Linked DNA regions of Pan troglodytes: region 1 is linked to region 2. The links are chromatin contacts, called in public capture Hi-C maps. All regions are on one chromosome and are shown on one strand. Each heading gives the region's core, a stretch centred on a gene start, on an enhancer-like site or on the middle of the called end of the contact. The rest is flanking DNA. Distances are from core to core; before and after follow the strand shown. Region 1 overlaps LOC104001998 (a long non-coding RNA gene). Region 2 overlaps NPAS3 (neuronal PAS domain protein 3).

Evidence for each region. Capture Hi-C pulls out chosen DNA fragments and counts their contacts.
Region 1: a contact with region 2 is called in a capture Hi-C map of stem cell-derived neural stem cells, with 5 times the contacts expected there. The contact joins two enhancer-like sites. A contact is called at or near these places in 1 of 7 Hi-C or Micro-C datasets (stem cell-derived neural progenitor cells) and 1 of 1 other capture datasets (stem cell-derived neural stem cells).

What each region holds. Positions count from the first base shown.
Region 1 is chr15:32,333,565-32,336,825 of NHGRI_mPanTro3-v2.0_pri, forward strand. The region is part of intron 1 of LOC104001998 (a long non-coding RNA gene); the gene reads right to left. Among named protein-coding and RNA genes, the nearest start is that of EGLN3, 150 kb to the left of the region's middle. Within about 2 kb of position 1,292, at least 6 of the 24 cell types and tissues checked have an H3K27ac peak or open chromatin away from gene starts, as enhancers often do. A contact at or near this core is called in stem cell-derived neural stem cells, where this site is marked.
Region 2 is chr15:32,028,464-32,031,960 of NHGRI_mPanTro3-v2.0_pri, forward strand. The region is part of intron 9 of NPAS3 (neuronal PAS domain protein 3); the gene reads left to right. Among named protein-coding and RNA genes, the nearest start is that of EGLN3, 160 kb to the right of the region's middle. Within about 2 kb of position 1,313, at least 2 of the 24 cell types and tissues checked have an H3K27ac peak or open chromatin away from gene starts, as enhancers often do. A contact at or near this core is called in stem cell-derived neural stem cells, where this site is marked.

The DNA.
Region 1 (3,261 bases), core at 42-2,541, 310 kb after region 2:
ACCTTGCCCAGTACACAGGACTGTGCCAAGACCTGTTGGAGATCAGAAATTTAAAAGGACTAGATGGATGCATAATCTATGCCATCAAACAGCTCACAGAGTGTGGGGAATCCTGCTGGGCCACTACTCAGAGTGGGCCCAGCGATCATCAGCACCTCATCAGTGTGAGATTTGCAAACTAAAAGGGTTATAGCTCAAGAAACTACACTTCTCAGTCTGGTGGGGAAAAGATGCTCATTATAGTATCAGAAGGACAGACTTAGCCATGGGCAGGGGAGGAGAGAAACAAGAAGATTCCTAAACCCATTCTCTTTCTTCCAAGTCAGACATCCCCCTTTGTTCATCTGAAGGCTGTAATCCCCCCAAAGTTGTCATTAAAGCAGCCCCAAGGGAGAAAAATTAGGAAGGGAGCAAATATAGAGGCTACATTATACTCTGCAAAGCATGGACATAATAATTTCTCCAATGGTGAATTAGAATGATAATGTCTGTCTCCAAACTACAGCTATTTCCAAATTTAAATATTAATCACCTCTTCTCTCCCTTGTAGGCGCAGCAAGGGAGGCTGGGTGCTGCCAAAGGGTTGTGAAATGGTAAAGGTGAAATATTATTGCAACCCACACTCACACCTGCATAGTCTCACACACACAGAGCACATACACACTTATTGCTTGCACTTGTCCAGAGAGACAAATGGCCCAATTGCCAGCAACCGGTGCCTCAGTCCAGCTCCCTGCTGGCTGCATTTCCAGACAGCCAAAGCCCCTGCCCAGTATTAGCCATGTGCTCACTTCCTCCGGCATTCCCATCCCCAGCTCACGAAGGTGGCTAAGACAGTCTGGGGTCGCCTGTGTAGGGATGAGGGATGAAGGCCACGGTTCCCATTAGGTACTCAATAGCTGTCAATTAGTAGACAAATATGTGAATGAATGGGACCATTGGGCAGTTTGACTATCATTAGGGCAGAGTCCACACACTCTGTCTTAGGGCCTTAGTTGCCCACAGAAAAGGCCTCAGACAGGCAACCCAGATGAAACACAGAATCTCTCCTCACTGGGAAATTACCCTCCCACACCCACCTACCCCTTTCCCTGTCATCCCTCAACCTGGTGAAAGCTCCAGCCAGCCCAGACAGTGTCACACCCACTCCAGCTCCCTTCCTAGTCATTTATTCACTCATTCAACAAACATTTACAGGCAGCTACTGTGTGTCAGCCACTGTGCCAGCCCTGGAAATACAGGAATGCCACACAGCCTGCTTGTCAGGCCCTGCTGGGGAGAGGGTAGAAGCTGTCCCCATCCTTTCATTCCAGGTGTGCTCCACACAAGACCATCTCTTCAGAGAACCATGGCACCTGTATTTCGTCCTTCTGAACCCTCACCCTGGTGCAGAAGCAGTGGCTCAGAAAATCTGTCCTTTCACTTGCATTATAGGATTTTTCTTTTTCAAAGCAGCAGCAGTCGCAAGCAGCCTTACCTTCCAAGAAGACTTTGACTCAGGCTAATATTTACATGTATTTGCATTTCGTTTGTACACATGGTTGGGAAGCTGATGGGGAAGAGTTTTGCCAGGGGATGAAAATGCTTTCTGGGCCAGTCCTCAAAGTACTATCGCAATTGCCAATGTGAAATCAAGAAGCAACTTGTTTAGCTCATATCTAGGTAAAATCTGGGGTTACTCCCACCCTGGTTCTTGTTGTTGACAGCCTCACAGCTCCTTGTCTGGCCTGTGTATCTGTTCAAGTCAGGTGGGGGTAAGCTGTATTTTGTCCTGGTCTTTCATGCACTGGAAATTTTCTTTCTCCTCTAATTCTTCAGGTTTTGGTCATTTTTAGAGAGCTCTACGGGCACCCTCTGGTGGCTGGCTGAAAATTTGACCTGCAAAAATTGCAGTTTCGTAGGAATAGCTTTATTTTGTAGTCAGCCTCTTTGGTTGGATGTTGGAAATTGTAAGTTTATTTGCTGTAGTTGGTACCACACCTTTCATCACATGATAGATTGAGACTGAACAGTCACTTTGACCTTTCAGGAGGAATGGTACCTTCTAGAAAGGACAGAACTGAGAAACAGAGTGTCTCAGTGGGTTGCAGTTTTTCCAGGTCAGGCTGAGTGAACAGGCTCAGGGCTGCCCTTCTCTGGGCTCTCAAAGGACTCATTTCTGAAGGAAAACCCACTGCATGCCTGGACCAGGCCAGGCTCCCTGGATAGTTGCTGAGGTAGAACTATGCCAATAGCCCTCCCCCCTCTTTTTTTTTTTTGTTAAAAAAAAATGACCTAAGTTAGGCCAAATAAAAATCTAAGGGAGGGCAGTGAGGTAAAAAGGAATGGAAGCATCTGGGGAGAAGGGTAAATTTTGCAGGCCTAACACATGACCTTCCTTCTAGATTCCTGCTCTAACACTGGCCCAAGGGGCAACCATTCCTGAGAATCTTCCTGGTCTCTAAAGAAGCACTGGGACAGGTTAGGGGATAGCAAGGGAGAGAGGAAGGAAGAGAGGCCCCAGGAAGGAGAACTATCCACCTGAGGATGAAGCCACCCCTTGCTCTTTCCATGGCCCCCAGGCCCTAAAACCACAGGTTCTGATGAGCATGATTGCTCTGTCACCACAGTGAACACTACCACCTGCTTTTCCCTAACTCCCTCTTTAAGGATTTAGTCTCAGGAGACTCCCCGAAGTCTGTTGATGTTGCCTTCATTTTGCAAAAAGAGGACTAAGGGGGTTAAGCACTAGAGACTTCACCCAGCCTGCCAGTGCCAGGGCCAGGATTGGAGTTCTCTGTCCTGCCCACAGTTCTCTGAAAGATCTCCCTGCAGCTGCTGCGGCTCAGCCACACCCCACTCCTGCACTTTGTCTATCAGAGCAAGCCAAGCTCCAATAGGCAAATCACGATGAGGCCTTTGTAGGACAAGGTCTTAAGGAAGGGTACCCTTGAGGCACGGGGGAGTAGCAATGTCCCAAGTGGGTTCCAGAAGCTGAAAAGACAACCAGGTTGGCTCAGATTTCAGACTCTGTGGTTTATGCCTTAGGTGTATCATTTAGTTGGAAAAAAAGAGGCACTGTCTACCAGGAGCAGCCTTCTTTATCGATACCATTTTTCTTGTGCTTGCTTTCACAGCCAGGCCACAGGGCAGAAGGGAAGCCCCATTTCCCGTGGGCCATCAGTCACCCAACAATGGCGGTGTGCTGCCAGGCTGGGTCTGAGAGCGCCACTGGGGAGACAATGTCTTTGGTAGGCAGCCTAGAAGCTAAGGTGTGATTGG
Region 2 (3,497 bases), core at 63-2,562:
GTAATTACTAGAGTACAACTTTAAAGACATAATTCTAGAGATGCTTTGACACGATCAGTGAATTCAGCGAGAGACACACAGGTTGCTCAGCCCAAAAATTTTGGAGAGTAGAAAGTAAACTTTGGAATAAACCAAAGAAAAGATGCCAGGTTACATGTTAGAGGTACCTAGACCATATGACAAGGATGTGATATTCAAATTAGAATCTCTCTCTCTAGTTCCTCTCCCTCTGTTCCTTTCCCTTTGTAGTTTGTAGACATGGTTATGACTTTACTCCTAAGCTCATTGGTGTGATAAGTATCTCTCTCTTTTCAAGGGACAATTAACTATCTTTTTAAGGACTTTCATATCAAGTAACTCACGTGGTGCTTATTTTTGTTATTCCCGCAAAAGGAATTTTATGAAATAAACTTATTCAAATATTCTCTCCTTTCTCACTGCTTAAACCTAAAACTTGACAATAAAAAACAACAGCCACTGGATTGAAGAGAATCAAAAAAGTTTTTTCTGTGTTTTTCAAGTTCTCTAATTTATTACACACTAAAAATCTCTTTCAAACTGGCACCAAGGTGGCTTTTCTTCTTGAGCTGATTAGGACCACATGAGTTCAGGAAAAGCTGTCAGATCCTGCCTCTGGCGCAGCTGGAATGATCCAACTGATTTGCCAGTAGGACTTTTTTTTTTTTTTTTTTTTTCAAGGAAAGAAGCTTCATCCCAAAGTCATAAATTTATATTCTGGAGGCCCAAGCAAAAGGTATTTCTTTTTCATTTTTTAAAGAAGCTAAATTCCATTATGATTTCTTTTTTCGAGCCAGAGTCTCGCTTTGTCACCCAGGCTGGAGTTCAGTGGTGCAATCTCAGCTCACCGCAACCTCCGCCTCCTAGGCTCAAGCGATTTTTGTGCCTCAGCCTCCCTCACAGCTGGGATTACGAGTGCACACCACCACACCTGGCTCATTTTTGGATTTTTAGTAGAGGCAGGGTCTCACCATGTGGGCCAGGCTAGTCTCGAACTCCCGGCCTCAAGTGATCCATCCACCTTGGCCTCCCAAACATTATGATTTCTTTTACAAGATCTGTTGCAAACCAAAAGCAACTCGGGTGATATTTTGGTAAACATGTTGTCCTAACTCTGCACCGTATCTGTAGTTATCCAGATTCCCACTGGCGCTTGGGGGTCTCATTCAGAAAACACCAATCCCTAGGAAAGACCAAGTGAGATTGCCTACCCTTTAGGAATTCTGCCTGTCAGACTGGCCCAGGGTAAAACCACAGGTCAGTCAAACTCGTCCTCTTCAGCCGCCCACGGTGGGCTCCCGAACCTGCTTTGTGGTATTCACCACAGGAAGTCAAGGGCTATCACGTGGCTCCCCGACTCCCCAAGGAAGCCTTGAGCCATTCCCTTCCCCTTCAGTCTTTTTACAGATACCTCCTCACATCAGAAGTCACCCGTCCTGCCTCTCTCATATTTAGCTCTCCTCTCTTGCTAGCTGACCCTTGGCCTGGGTGATAAAGAAAGCTGTATTATTATATTCATGGGCCCTAACAAATGAGTGCTGGATTTATCTTCTCAGGAAACACAGATCCATTTAGGTAGACCCAGAGTCATCCTACTGTAATTCAAAAAGATGACACCATACGGTCCCTTAGCAAAGAAGCCTTTCAGCCCCCTTCGCTACACATACGTGCAGACCACTGGGGAGGCCAAACGTTTGGCTGGATATCCATTTCCAAATTGGGATTTTATTAAGAGAAAGTATTATCAGGAAGGAGGGGGTGATCTTTACATTGATTCTGCAGATTCTAATTTGATATTATAACTCCTTTATCCCTTTGCCCCTTTTGTATACTTTGTAAAATGGAGATAATTCTTTTTAAAATTTTGCCTGCTTTTGGTCAAATTCTAGTCTAGAACTCCCAGGCAGGCTGTGCTGATCTGGCCTGCCATCTCAATGTATTCTCCATGTGATTCTAAAAAAGGGGCTTCTTAGTCTCTTTGCCTTTGTTAAACATACTAGAACCATTTGGAATTATTCCTCATTCCAGACACAAAGCAGACAGAATTATACCCCCAACCACTGATTGGGGTGCTGTAAGTTTTCTCTGTGAAAATAGTGGACAGAATTATATAACCCATCGTTCCTCTATTAATAGTTAACCAGGTTGAGAGGATTTGAATAAAAGCACATCTTGTTGCATGCAACAATGGTTTGACAGAAGAGCTGTATGGCAGAGTTAGTATTTTACTGCTTTCAGCTTCACCACGCAGTTTTGTAGCCTGGGAAGCCATGCATGCAGAATGGCAGAACTTACAATTGCCTACAAAAGGAGAGTACAATGCAACCTGTGGAGCCACGCCACCAAGAGAAGGTGACAGTTCCGGGCCTTCAAAACACCCTAAACTGGTGAGGAGTTTCAGAATGAAACTTGTTATGATTTGAAACACTCATCAAAGTGAGGCTTTTTCAAGTAACAGTTAAGACATAATTACCAAATTTTACAACGGTCCCGTTAGTGTGCTGTGAGAAAAAAAAAGGAGAATGGAAGAAAACCTTCAAAGTTTATATGTTTATGGATGTAATAGTTGGATGTGGCACTTTCAGAGCCAGGAAGAGTGGCTCAGGACAAGATGAGAAGAGCTTCCACAGCCTTAAACACAGCTCTTTTCCAAAGTGACTTCCCTTCACACCCATCCACCCGCCTCCAAAAAAAAAAAAAAAAAAAAATCTAAATGTACTTCATGAAACTATTGTATATGAAGCACTTATTAGCCGTAATTAAATGGACAATATGAATTTACTACGTCTTTAGGACTCTGGCTTGTTCTGGTTTAGAGCAAGATGATTAATGCAAATACATATTACTTGAGATAACCATTTAGCAGCTAATTTAGCCAAATTTATTACAGCAGTTAGAGGTTTTTCATTTTAGCAGACGGAGACAAGGACATGCCAAAAGTGGGCGACGTAGATGAGTGCACACTGCCCTCTAGTGGCCAGCCAGCCGGTGAGCTTTCGCGGGGCGCCGAGTTGCTGCGATCCGCAGCCAAGTAATAACAGCAGGTTTTCCACATTTCCGGCACCCTTTTAAACCATTCCCATCCACAGCACTTTATTTCAGGGGATGATTTACTGTGCTTTCCCCTTTTACTAGCTCAGGAGTACCCAGATACAAATCAAATCAATTTCAGCTTGGCGAGATTTTGGTTCAAGTATCATTTTTAACATCTGCATTTTAAAGCTCTCTTTCAGTGGGTATTTAATGGCACCGCTTCACATTACTGATTGTTTTTACTTGTTCCTTCATTTGGGGCCATATTTCAGAGTCTGTGTGGAGCTGTCACTCTGTTTGGCTCCAGCCAAGTCAATTCTGTGCCTCCCTCAGGCCAGTGTTTCTCTCTGACTCCACTGGGGAATTTATTTTGTTCCAACATTCAGCGAAGTCTCACCAGAATCTCCCCCGACTGACCAGTGTAAATTTAGTTCATCCGAGGACTA